2 separate regions of the Anser cygnoides genome follow, and region 2 is linked to region 1. Evidence: chromatin contacts called from public Hi-C data. All regions are on one chromosome and are shown on one strand. Each heading gives the region's core, a stretch centred on a gene start, on an enhancer-like site or on the middle of the called end of the contact. The rest is flanking DNA. Distances are from core to core; before and after follow the strand shown. Region 1 holds the start of LECT2 (leukocyte cell derived chemotaxin 2). Region 2 overlaps SMAD5 (SMAD family member 5).

Region 1 (6,826 bases), core at 2,899-5,398:
GAGATTTGGTCACAATGACTAAATAAGCTTTGTCTAAACAGCTTTAATTGTAGTATTGCTGGAAAATCAGCAGGCTGTGCTCGTTGATCAGCCAGCCACAAGGCACGTTTGGCCATGGCATTTAAAATCCATGTCATGCCGTAGGAGATCTGAGTACATCGCCTTTCTTTGCTAGCTTGAGCTGAAGACAAAGCCCTGAGCTGGTGCACAGCTCCGGCTGAAGACTCCCCCTCAGATTTATTTTGCCTTTATTGGTATACTTGCTAAGCCCAAGTTAGGTTTTGACACGGAGAATGGAGGAACAGAGAAGAAAACCTTTCTTCTACCTATGACCTGTCTCTTGAGGACATCATTCTGGCTGAATCCTCCAAAAGTCCCTTGATGCTTGGAGAAAGAAAAGCATGAAAGAAAGCAAAGCATGGCGAGTCGGTGCTTGCTGGGGGCCTTCCCTTTGCAAATGGGAGAAGCTGGTAACTGGGTTAAAAACTGGGATGTTCGCCAAGCGAAACCTAACTGGGAACGTTTCCTTTCTCTGGGAAACCAACTTCCTACCAAAAAAAAAAAAAAAAAAAAAAGGAAATTTTGGTCTAAATTGGAGAACACTGAGGACTTTTGCCGGGATGTTTCTACTCTCATTTAAAGGTTTTTTTTCTTTTTTTTTTTTTTTTTCCCACAGAAGACTCAGGTGTATGAACTGGGCGTTGTGGCTCAGTGTCTCTGCAGGTTTGGGCTATACATGTATCTGGATGTGCTGATGTTTTATTCATGGCAAAGCTAAAGTGGCTCCTGGGGAAGGGGAATGGGACACAGTGGGTTCAGAATTTTTCACAGATGTAGCACATGTCTTTCTGTACTTTCTTGTAAAAACAAATCTGCTGCTGGGACATACACAGCTCCCACTGTAGCAGCTCCCTTGCTTACCTAAGATTGCAGTGGCTTTAATAAATCCATGTGCCCACAGCTCCTGTTGAGTGCCAGGAGCAGGTTGGTAGCACTGCCCGGGAAAGCCCTGTGCTGTTAACAGGACTCTGTTCTCTTGGGAAAGACTTCAGCTGATTTGCTAATGGAAAGAAATGCCTCACTTGGACAAAAAGAAACCTAAGCTTGGCAAAGCAATCCCGAAGCAGGAGTCTGGGGAAATGGAAAGAGTTACTTCATTAACCTTGTTTTACATTTTTTTGTGATGGGCCCCAGGAAAGATTTGAGTTTCAGCTTTATCCATTTTTTTCCCCCCATCTGCAGAACCAAACCCATATCTGTGACGGCACCGAAGAGATTCAAAGCAATTTCTAGCAAAACAGCCCTTTAATGATAAGACTTTCCCATAGGTGAGCAAAGTGAGGTTTCTGGCTTAGTGAGGGACCGCTGGTGTTTGGTGGCACAGCGCGGCGAGGTCCCCGAGGCTCCGTGCCTCCCGCTGCACGCTGCAACCGCGATGTGCAGGATACAGAAATAGCTTTAAAGTATGTATTATGTATCTGTGTTAGGATAACTACCAGCATTTTGCTTATGAATACTTATGGAGCCATGGAGAAGGTTCAGTGGCTTCCACTTTGCTAGAGCAGCCACCAATGCCCAGGCAATTTAATGAGCAGCCAAGGGAGGAGCTGAAAGCTTTGCGTGGACGTGCAGCCTCCCTTTACAGGTTGGAAGTGGGGTTTGTTAAGTCGCAGTTCTGGATGTGGACGTGGGACGTGATCCCTGGGTAGACGCTCTGCATGGGCAGCAGGACGCCGATTTTCTCTCCCTTCTTGATGGTGCCGCTGTACTTGACGGGTTTGATGTAAAACATCTTAATGCAGAATCCTGGCAAGAGGGAGGAGAGAACAGGAGAAACTGTTGTTCCTATGCAGTGCTATAAAAGCCTGGCAAAGTCATAACATTCAGTAGCAAAATATAAATGACAATAAAATGATTTGAGTTACAGCAGCAGGAGACATTGCAGAAAATGCTGTGATGTTCCTAGAGCATCAGGAAGAGAGAATAAGAAAAGAGATAATTAAATATGGAGGAGATTTGGAAGGGGATTAAGTTGGGTAGAACTGCATCAGCAATAAAAGGCTCTTCCTTTAATCATCCCAAATGTGCCAAGGGGCCAGCTCCATCCGTTAACCTTTTTCACAGATGTGAAATGCCATAACGTGGCATCAACTAATTTTCCTGCATAAACAGAGCTTGGCTTTCAAAGACGTGTTTTTTGTTTGGGTTCGTTAACAGGCAAACACCCTGCAGCTCAGGCAGGGGTCACACATTGGGGCTCCGCTTAAAATCCGATAAACAGCCGGGAGCGTTTTGCGATCAGGGGTTGCAAGCGCACATCCTTCAGCTTGCCTACCTGCTCCTGACAGCTGGACGCCGTTGTCGATGGCGTTGCCGTTCCCGTAGGGCTTGGCCTGTCTGTCGATCTTCCCCGCGAAGGGCGCGTACACCGCCGAGCCGTCTGTGCACACCACGTCCACCCCTTTGTGCTTCTTCCCCCCCCTGCAGAAGAGCAGACCCCGTGAGCAAGCAGCGGGTTGGTTCTCCTGCTGCCCCCCATCACCCTGCCCTGCCCCGAGCTCCAGGGAAGCAGCCCCAGAGCTCCAATCTCAAAGCTCCTCCACCCCACCCCGCTCCCCCCACCCCTATTTTGTGCTTATTTTTATTAAGAAAGCTTCAAGTGCTGTCCTGTCTTCGTGGCCCGGACCTGGGGGCGTCGTAGCGGCCGCAGCCGTGGTTGTCACAGCCTCGGATTTTGTTGGAGGGTTGACCTGCGCAGATTTTCCCCCATTGGCCTGCGGCAACTAGAAGAGAAGAGAAGGTGAAAGGCAGCAGCTAGCAAGGAGATTTCCCCACCCATGTTGTTTAACGCCTGCTATTGCTAAGTGCCACGCAGAGCTCTGAAAATCTAAAGGCCTGGTTGAAAGTCTGTTGAAATTAACAGTAAAGTCCCTTTGGACTTTGTTGTAAGCGTGGCTCAGGTTCGTGGAACCAGATAATTTGTTATCTTTTAATGGAAGTTAATTTTAGGGATGCTGTGAGATATCTTTGTTTTATGCTCTGTGCAATGACACTTGAGGGTACTTGCAGCAGTGACTTCAAGGCAAAGATGCAGAACAAACAGTTACAGAGTCGCAGAACCACCTAAGCCAGAAAAAACCTTCAATACCCAGTCCAACCACCCAGGTGATGGAGAACGGATCCAGCTTTCGCTGTCGTCACCCACAGCCAAACCCCTGCTGATAACACAGCCCCAGCCTCACCTGAGAGAGGAAGAGCTTTGTAGGGGAAACGGGGGGACAGGGGCGCCCTCCTTTACCTTCTGTAAGCCTCGAAGGGCCCCAGCCTCCCCCACCAAAGCACACGGGGTGCCCAAGTGAAGCTCTTTGGGGCTGGAGAACAGGGCCGGTATAGCAAAAAAGCAGCGGGCTGGGGTTTGTTTGTGTGCATCAACACCTCGCAGGCACCAGCCCTGCTGGCATCGGGGAGCATACACAAATGGGGAAATTATACGCCGAAGGACTGGTGTTAAAAGGTGCAGGAAACCTCTGATGCCTTCCTCAAGCTAAGCAGCCCTTTGTTCTAGGTGCTCTTCATTTATTTTAACTAATCAAGTATTCTTTATAGAAGCAAAGGTGATGACTTTAAATGCACAAACACCTCTGGGAACACCCTGTGCTCAGCAGGCTGACCTTTGAGTTAAAGGCTTTTAAGAAAAAATGCGTGCTGTTAGCGATGGGTGCGCCTCAGCTGACTCTGTTCTATTCAAGCAGTGTTAGTTCTCCTACAAAATTTTACTACAACTCTCTACCATAACTAAAATGGATTTTTCGATGTAGGTTTCAATGCAGTGTGAGACAAGTGATTTTCAAAAGCAAAAAATGGCACAGAATAAATCAGCTCCTAGACTTCATAAAGAAACAAACAAAAACAAAAAAAAAAGAAAGAAAAGAGAGAGAGTGTGAGAGAAGAAGAAGAAAATGCGTTTACAGCAATTGAGCTAACTTACCACTGGAGATGGCAATCAGCAGGATGACTGCTGTGACTCCGTGCATCTTGATGTACCTCGAGAGCTCTGCTTTCACAGCAAAAGGTCCAAACCACTTTGCTTTCTATTTATACATCCCAACAGAGGCTGTATCCCGATTTTTCCAGCCAATCAGAAAATTTACATGACATCAGCTTTTTTGCTTGCAGATTGGGGCCAGCAGCAAGAGTTGCCAGCAGCCCATGGGCTGCACCCCCAGCCTGGCTGATCGGTGTGTGCAGGCTCCAGCCCGTTTAGCAACACCAGCTGTGTGTTCTTGTTTGCTTTTGTTTACAACAAAAAAGAAGAATTTTAAAACCAAACATTAAAGACAGTTTGTAACTAGTTCTCTCTGTTCCTGCCTGTTGCCCAATCCTGATGTTTAGCAAGATGCCACGGGTGGAAAGGGGGAAAAGAACTCGAATATAAAAAATATATAAAAAATATATATACCTTTGCCGTCCCACCGTGGCTTGGAAGGAAATTCAGGCAGGTGGGCACAGCTCCGTGCCTTATGCAGAAAAAACTCTGTGTGTCCCAGCTCTGGTCAGGCAGCCCATGAGACGGGACCCCCGATCCCCATTCCTTCGTTAATGCATCCCAGATATTGCTTTGTCCATGATGACAAACCTGCAGCGCTAACGGCGTGGGCGATGTTTACAACCTTCACTGTTCCTGAACGGACAAAGTGCAGGACCCTGTGATATCGTGGCTGAGCAAATTTACGGGAAACGGAAGGAGAAGGGAGCAGCGGAGCATGAACAAGGCCAGCTCCAGAGTTGTTTCTGGGAACGGAGGGAGTGGGATGCCTGGTTTATAGCCAGGAGCTGGAAGTTGTTATCTGTGTGGCTCTCTGGCTGCCCGGTGCGTGCTCTTTGGTTTCTCTGTGCAGAAACAACCCCGTGCCCAGGTTGGACGTGGCTGTGGGTCAGGGCTGGCTCTCAGCCCGAATGCTGAGATGTGGTCATACCTCAACCATGTCAGATAAACTTGTATTACCTTAAATTCAGATTGTTAATTTATAATTTTGTTAGCAACTTACCAATCAACGTCAAAGAGGAGAAAAGAATGACTGAAGCAATGTTGTGCATTTTTCCAGAAGCTAAAAACCAGCTTTCCCTCCATATTCTCTTGCTAATAAATATCCTGAGGGATAACAAACCCTTTTTCAGCCCCCTTGGTTTCACGTTGCACGCTCAGTATAGTACAACAGAGGAAGCGTACCATGGTGAGACATGGCGGGGGAACCCACCAGCTTCTCCAAACACAACCCCGAGCCCTCTTGGCCATTGACCTGCTCCATTGCTGGCATTGCCCTGCAGTCAGAAGGCAGCAGCCGCAGCAGCTGGCTCCTGCACCTACCGTCTGGTAGGGGGCCCACCGGTGCCTGGGCACGTAGACCTTACAAAACAGGCATCTGCCCTTGTTTCACGCAGTTTGCACACAGAGCTTTTTGGAAACCTGGATTCCCGGGTGGGATATTTGTTCCTCCAGGGTCTTTTAATAAACTGCTGCCGTGCTGCCAGGGAGACTGCTGTGGTCTGCAAGGCAGGCCCCCCGTGCCCCTCTGTGAGACCCTTCGGCTTTGTTTTGGTTTTGCTGAGTTAGAAAGTTTCAGCAGAGCTAACTGAGTGAATTAAACACGGCAAAGACTGAATTATTTGCTGACATTTTTTGTTATTCCCTCAGATAAGGATCAGAGAGGTAAAGAATGACTAACTTGGGTTTGGCGTGAGCTGTGCAAGAGCAGCTGATGCCTCGCTTGACTTGCGTGCGTTTGCAGCACTGCCTTTGGTGGGAACTGCAGCCTTGCTCTGTGTGAGCAACGCTGCGAAGACTGAAGCACTGCATAATAGCTGCCAGTTTCTTCATGTTTTGCTTCTTGCTAGCTGTAGCCAAAGTTTATTATTATTATTATTATTGCTGTTATTATTTTGCATAAAATCAGCCAGAAAAGTGGCAGCAGTTGGCAGTTAATTTTGCATTGCTTGCAGGTGTGTGAAAGAATTAAAGCAAGGAGAGGGGGAGCAGGGCTGGGGGTTGTGCTTGTGGGGGCTCTGAGGAGCTCCCTGGGGGAAGGAGGAAGGATTCAGGAGTCCCTGTGGCAGGTGAGTGAGGCTTTTCCTCATCTCCTGTAGTGCTGGGAGCTGCTGAGAAGCAGGTGAGGTGGGTGGCTGGGTAGTGGCTGGTGGCCTCTCCTGCAGGGGAGAGGATCAGTAGCAAAGCGGTGATCTGCTCCCATGCAACTGAGCACAATCAAATCATGTGTAATTCAAGTAAGATCAAATTTAAATGGCAGCAACATTAAATCTTAGTCCCCAAAACTCATCAAATGCACTAAAAGCAATTTCCAAAGCTGTAGCCCTGCTGGGATCTAATAAACTTTTCATTAAGGAGGAAGTGTTTGACTCAGCCCCTCATTTAGCAAGATGAGGGTTTTTTTTCCCTTGTGGAAGGCATGCAAATAGCTGTAATAATTTTATTTCTGCTTTACCAAGTACCAAGGCATGACTGAGTTTGTCGGTGATGCTCTGAAGGATAGGAGTTCTCAGCCCAACTAGCTTATACTAAAAATGCTCTTAGTTCCTCTCCCCTAAAACCTGCAATTTGGAGGGTTTAACACAAGCACACTGGGTTTTGCTTTACAGGAGTTACTCAGCATATCAAACTAACAGACAGGAGCCTTCCTTTTTCTTCTGGTTATCAGTTATTACATCTTGAAACACCTAAATATGTTTGAAAGACTTTCAGATCAAAGTACAATTAAATCCTAGGGTAGAGGCAGATTGCAGTAATGACGAGAGGGCACCTTGGTTACCT
Region 2 (6,826 bases), core at 1,262-3,761, 67 kb after region 1:
TCCCTCTGTAGCTCTTTTTTTTATTTTAAACAAAAATTGTTTCCACCACGGCTGCGGTGCATTAATCAGCAGCAGCGCGATGAGGCGGCTGTGTAATTTTTAGAGCATTGTAGCTCCTGCTAATGACGAAACTCTGCTTTGTGCTGAGGCCATGTCTCAGGCCCTGAGAAAACGGGTAAAGCAGATGTTGGTGAGGTGCTGTCTGGAGGCTGCTGCAAAAGCTCTGCTGTTGGAGAGGGACCCAGAGCCTGTGGATGGCACCAGGGAGAGAAGGAGCACGAGTCTGGAACAAGCAACAAGGGCAGCTCAGGAAAGGACGGGGTGTTCCGAGGTCACGGGCAAGGCCACGGAGCTGCTCTTTGCCTGAGAGAAGGGAAACTAAAACCTAACAGCAAAAGACTTGAGTGTCCTATGGAAGAAGGGCAGGGAATTGGCGGGGATGGGGCGTGCTGGTTCCCGGAGGGCAGGAGAGGCCCCGGGGGCACCGGCAGCCCCTGCACGCACACAGGCACATGGCTGGGGAGGCCAGTGTGGCTCAGCCCTGCACAATGGCAAAGGGGACGGCTCCCTTCCAAGTTCAGCAGTTAAAGGAAATGATCATATCAAGAAAGGAAACCCCCTTAACATCAATACGAGAATTAATCTGCACATAATTCAGAGCGCTGGTGATTTAGCTCGCAGGCATTGTTTCCCCACTCGCTTTGGGCCTTGCTGCCTCATGAAAAGAAGTGGGAGATGTTTGTGGAAGCTGCAGGAGGATTTTGAGGTTGGAGTTTTGTCATGTAATTACTAAAGATTTCAGTTGTCAGCACAATGTTTAATGATAACCAGGTGGAGAGGTGCATGTGCATAGCTGCCTCCTCCTTGGTGGGAGCAGGGGGTTAAGCCGAGCTGAAGGCAGCACAGCATCATTGAAAACTGTTCCACAATGAAATTGCTCATATAAAAATAAATATCAACAGCTGATTCATGGCTTTTTCAGAGCATGTTTGAAGTGTGGTGTGATCAGGGGTGTGCAAAAAAGCAACTGATGGAATCTATTAAATAATATGGGAATAGTTTTCCCAAGCATACAAGAACACCGCCTAAACCTGAGGCTTACCGGAGAAGCAGGCATCATAATGTGTGCAGAAATGTGTGAGGGGGTATGTGAGGCAAGAATGGGGTAGGTCAGTGTGTCATCAGGACTATATTGTTGGGATGAAGTATTTGTGGTGGCCTTAGGTGTTTGGTTTTGCTCTCAGGCATATCTTTCCAACCGAAATAAATGGAGGAAAAGCGTAATAAAAATATATGGAGATATGACTTACAAACTGAATTGGGTCGGATTCTCCATCTGAACTTTCAGGACAAAAAGGAAAATGCAACTTTTGGGAAGGGCTTCTGGGGGGGGCAGCCCTGGTCCGCAGCAGCACGGGGGCAGAGGAAAGGACTGGTGGGAGGCATCTCTAAAAACAATGTTCAGACTCAGCAGAAGGGGATTAAAAGTTAAAATTTAAAATGTGAATGGAAAGAAGAGGCTGGAAGTGCAGGGGTAAATTGGGAGTGACGTACAGAAAGAGTCCACCCAACCTCCCAGCAGGCGTAGCAGGAGAGGCCGTGGGGCACGGCCGTGGGAGCAGGGGGTGGCTGCGGTCCAGCGGGCACATGGGATGAACCTGCTTCAACAAAGGAACAAACTTTCAACACAGCCACGCACAGTCATTCCAAGCCTCAAAAATGCACTGGGTATCCTTGAAATTGCTTAAGTCAGTAGGATCTGTGTCCAAACTGTAGGAGGTTTTCTCACGGCTATCACCATGGCGTTGTGGTTCAAACAACAACACCAAAACCAGCTCAAGAACGGAGCCTCTCTGCTTCCACTGCCTACTCCAAGGGAAAGTTCTTGCTCCTCATGGTGGTTTCATTCCCAAGGTTTTAGCATCTTTGATCTGAAAGAATAAGTCATAAAACAAACAAACAAAAAGTAAAAGTAATAATAAAATTCTTATGCCTACGTTTTTGCTATTAAACTCTAAATTAATGCTCTGCACAAGACCTGAGTGCTGCCTAACCAGCTGTTTCCAACTGAGGTGCCATAGGACATGCTGGAGACTAGCGCTCCTGCCCTGGACTAACAGCATGCATCTGAGGCTTTCCCAGAGGTAGGAAAAAAAAAAAGGGGGGTTGTGCAGCACGGACAGAGCTGCCTCAGCTCTTTCCATGAACCCAAAGAAGTGGGGGCTGCTCTGGGCACTACTGGGATGTGTCCTGCTGTTACGTGACCCGATGGATTTTGTTTGTGGTGTTGGCTGGGGTCTGCTGCAGGTGTGTGCTGGCATGAGCTGCCTACCAGGCAGCTCTGTATCCTCTCCCTGTTATTCTTGCTGCTCTCTTGGGGCTTTGGGAGGCAATCTAACCTCTAATCTAATTGTTGTTGGACCTTATTTATACTCAGAGTCATGCTAGAGAGAAATTAAAATCTCCCAGCAGAGCTGCTGCAACTCAGAACTACTTCCTTGGCAGGTTCCTCCTGCCCCCGGGCCCTATGCCAGCTGAAGATGCTGTTAGAAGAGGGAGGAGGAAATTATTCAGCCTTAAATAGCTGCTCTGATAAAGTCCAGTTGGGCTGTGCAGCCCCGGATCTGCCCAGGAAGGGGCTGATGGCACGGGCAGGTACCTGCCTGTCCTCCCAGGTGTGTTTCGGGAGTTTCCAGAATGAAATGGTTTTACCCGGAGACAGGGATCCCAGTTTCTCAAACGCTTTTATACGCGTATATTGATTTGATTTCGTTCTCGGGGGAGATCCCAAATTCAGAAGGAATTATTCCTACTCAAAAATGTTGCTGTGGGGGATGAAAGGTGCCCCCTGCCTGGCTGTAAGCTGTGAATTCAAAGCGTGCCCTGCAGCGGGCAGAAGAGGAGCGCGACGCCCGGGATGGAGGCGCAGGAGCGCATCCCCTCCGCTGCGCCTCCGCGTCGGGCTGGCGACGGGGGGGACCCTGCTTCGCCCCCCGGCCTTGCCCCTTGTGCCGGGGGTCCTGCGGCATTGCGGGGGTGCTGGGGCACTGCTGGGCTCGGCTGTCCCAGCGCTGGTCGCGAGGTCCCTCTGGCGGCCCCTCCGCAGCCACAGCCCCGAGCAGCGCCCTCGCTGCCGGGCTGCGGGCGGGGGGCCCCGGCTGGCCGGCAGGAGCACGCCCGGGTACAGCACCGGGGGGCTCCGCCGGGCCCTTTCCTTTCTTTCCAGAAAGAAAGGAAGCCAGCCGCTAGGGAGAACGGTTTGCTTTGTGTTTCCGAGAAGCGATCGCTGCTAGCGAAGCAAACTATCTCGTGGCAGAGGTCACTGGGGAAGCGGTGACCTTTCCTCCGCGCTTGCAGGAGGATGGAGAAAGCAGCACCTCTCCTCGCCTTTGGGCTTCGAGCCTTGAGCGTGGAGCCTCGCCTTGTTTATGGTGCCTGCCGCGTCCCCACCCTGCACCCAAGGGCTTGGCAGCTCTGGGGAGGGAAGGCGGCCGCAGGCGGCTGGGTGGGAATGCTGCGGGACAATGCGAGCCCAGGGTATCCAAGGGCTCGAGCTGGGCCAAGGTCAGCTATTGTTCCAGGGAATATAAATAGCCCTGCTGGTAACAACGCAAACCCGAGCCTTGCGATGAAAGCTTCGCTTCGTGTTTAAGCTTTGCTTTGTGTTTCGCGCCGAGGTGGGGAAAGTGCAAGAAGTCACCGGGCGACAGTGGGGGAAAGTGCAAAAATGTGCCCAGGCTCGGGGTTTGCACCAATAGAAGGGATTTTCTTTCTTCTTTTCTTCTTGTAAATCTGCACTGAGGAGAAACGTAAAATAATAAGTGTTTTCCCCTTCCATAAACAAATGTTGCATTTGTATCTGGGTGTATGTGGCAAAGTCAAAATAGGCGTTAAATATTAGTTAAATATAGTCATGGGAGATGAAAAACTTCTGCTTACATAATGTTCCTGCAAAATCAGGTTTAGAAAAATAAATCTGAGGCTTGTCTCACACTTTTTCTGATGCAAGAACTGGGTAGAAATTTTTTTTGTTTTTCAATAATATAGTCAAAACCTAGAGGAAAAAAAAAAGTAGTCTTCCTTTGGGTGAAAGCATTGGTTTTGATTCTTCAGGGAGGGCCCGGCTGAGCCGGGGTCGGGCTATTGTCTTCTGCAGTGCAAGCTGAAGGGCAGCCTGGGTGGCTAAAAGTGAAAACAGTTATTGTTCAGCAGCTGCTGGTGCCGGCTCACGGCACATTTGACGTGACCTGTGGTTGCAGCCTCATCGTGCCTGACCTTGGCTGCAAGGGTTAGCCCCTCACTAAACAAGCAGCTGTGCTGTTTGACTCCCCGCAGGCTGTCCACATCACTGCTCCATGTGATGGGATGGCTTTGGGGTGCTGGAGGGCTGGGGTGGCCCTTTGTGGTAGGGAGGCTTTCCTTTCAACGGAGGGACAGAGAGCGAGCTAGTATCGAGAGACTTGCAAGCTGTTGTCTCCTCTGCAGCCAGAGGACATCAGCATCTCAGGAGTGCTGTAGGGAGAAAGTGGAGTCCAACAGGTTGGATGCTGCCTGGGCCATGGGAAAGCTGGGCTCCATTGCAGCCTCACTGTGGGACCTATGTTAAGATATCTGGGGTCTCTGGCACATGTCCTGAAATATATTTCATTGAAACTGGATGGAAAAAAATAGCTGTGAATTTAGTCCCTCCTCCAACCTCTATTTCTCCATTGAGAGTTTCACTTGGATATGCTGAAAGTAATTATCACCGTACAACTCATCCGTGCTTTGTCAATCATGTGCTTTGAAGCAAAAAGACACCGCAGGTTAATTTTCAATTAGCTAAAGAGAGGGAGTGTGTGTGCAGATCCTAAGCTGGCTGAGAAAAGGTGATTTGAGAGAAGCTGCATAAAAGGAGCGTCTGTTCTTGTGATGGTGTGAAGCAGTTTCAGATCTCAGAGCCGTTACCTATGTTCATTGTGCTGTTTTCTTCTGTTAAAGCGTTTATTTCTAGAAATGGAGTGAAAGCCTAAGCTGCATCCCAGGCCCTTTTTGTGAGCTAGAAATCGTCACAGGTATTTAATTGCTTGTGTCTGTTTAACCGGATTGCGGAGAGATGAGACAGTCCGTGCCAATTAACAACGACGCTGCTGAGCTCGTGTGTGTAAGCAAAGGGATAACTGTGTGCTTAGGCATCGAAACTCTGATTGTAAGAAAAGCACTCTGAAAGCTTTGGTTGTATTAATTACAGCATTGCTTCACATTGTAGCTTCGGTGCATGTGCTAGTTTATGTCTTGTCTTCCTCTGTCTTGCAAGCCCCGAAGAGATATAATTACAGCACATCTTTCCTCTTTGAGTTTCCTGCTGGGTTATTTTCTGCTTGAAATCAATGCCTGCCAGTGTGCCTGTGAAATTTCCTGAGGAAGTCGTTTAAATGGTGCTGTAAAAACTGCGCCTGTTTTAGTAAGTGGGAGCAATCCAATGTTGTTTCCAGAAACCCGCAGCATGGAGGGCTGGGGAGCTCATGCCCATCAGCTCCTGCTGTCCCCTCCCCGCTGGTGGCACTGCTCTGCCAATACCTGCGTGGAAATAAAGACAAGTGGGGGGAAAATGGGGCATGAATACTGAGCAGTGTGGTTGCAGGGCATCAGGAAGGATTGTCCTCTTCAGCACTGAATAATAAAGTCTGAAATGGGGGACATGGTGTTATTGCTTCCAGCTGCTGTACTTAAAGGTGTCCTCATCTCTTCATTCACATTATGGAAAATAAGAGAATAATCCCCTTCTTATCTCTTCCAACTGTCTCCATCATCTTACATTACAGCGCACGTGAGAGGCTCTGTTTGAAATCCCAGTCTTTGCTGCCAGCAGGACAGAGAGCAGAGGCCAACTGGTGAGAGCTCCCCAGTTCTGTCTTCCATAGCTGTGAAGCTGGTCAAGATCTACTTCTTACTGCACTGTCACCCCTCTGACCCTCACATGCCCAGAAACATTTCTGTGGAGGATGTCTCTTTTCCAAAGTCTGGGGAGTACACTGTTATTTGCAGGCATTTCCAGATCTGGCTGCATTTGGGCAATTTCATGCAATTCCTTTTCTATGCACTCGTGCCACTCTGATAAGAGCATCTCAGTATTTTTGTAGCCTGGCAGGTTTTCCACAGCCTCCTAAACAATGGAGCAATTTTCTATATTCCAGCGAAGATGTATTGACAGGCAACTTGTAGCTATTCCTATTCCTTTTTCACTTGGAGAGATGGGCAATTTCTTTGCTGTTTCTGTGCAAGATAAGTCTTTAGGGAGAATGTGCTGTCCACACTGTTAGAAAGGTTTCACTATAGAGAAGCAGTGTTGGCATAAAGATGTCAGGAACTTAAATTTAGAGGGATTTATTTCAGTGAATCAGTGCTGTTGAAGAAGACAGAGTTGTTGGGTGCAAGCATTTGCTCCCTGCTGTAATGCTACGAAAGGAGCTGGGACCTGAGGTGGATGCCAGTAGCAAAGAGCCAGCTTCCTGGGCTCTTGCTTCTAAAATTCTGGCTGTGTTTTACATCAGCTCGCCATCAGATGGAGCAGTTTTGGAAGTAAAGACCAGAATTGTTCCCCTTCCACTCTGGCAGTGTGCTGCAGCAGCATGCTCTGGGCATCAGTGAATCTTCAGTAATTTATCTGTGCACCTTTACTTGCAGCGTGAAAAACTATGCATTCAGAAATAATTGCTGATAGTTTGGTGGTGCAGACTCTCTCTCAGGAAGCCACATCTTCTACCTCCCACTTTTTCATGCAGGAGGGAAAGCGAGGCTGCGGGGTTGGCAGCAATTTGGGGCACATGTGGAAGTTTTAAGGGCT

Evidence for each region. Hi-C and Micro-C count contacts between places; a contact is called where the count stands out from the background.
Region 2: a contact with region 1 is called in a Hi-C map of granulosa cells, with 1.7 times the contacts expected there. The contact joins the enhancer-like site here to the promoter of LECT2 in region 1. A contact is called at or near these places in 3 of 7 Hi-C or Micro-C datasets (granulosa cells and liver).

Annotation. Positions count from the first base shown.
Region 1 is chr14:3,820,915-3,827,740 of Taihu_goose_T2T_genome, forward strand. It overlaps LECT2 (leukocyte cell derived chemotaxin 2), which reads right to left and starts at 4,149. Exons shown (of 4, transcript XM_013175706.3): 1 at 3,989-4,149; 2 at 2,687-2,783; 3 at 2,336-2,481; 4 at 1,287-1,806. The coding sequence starts at 4,034. The coding sequence ends at 1,640.
Region 2 is chr14:3,889,325-3,896,150 of Taihu_goose_T2T_genome, forward strand. The region is part of intron 1 of SMAD5 (SMAD family member 5); the gene reads left to right. Among named protein-coding and RNA genes, the nearest start is that of SMAD5, 20 kb to the left of the region's middle. Within about 2 kb of position 2,512, at least 1 of the 3 cell types and tissues checked has open chromatin away from gene starts, as enhancers often do.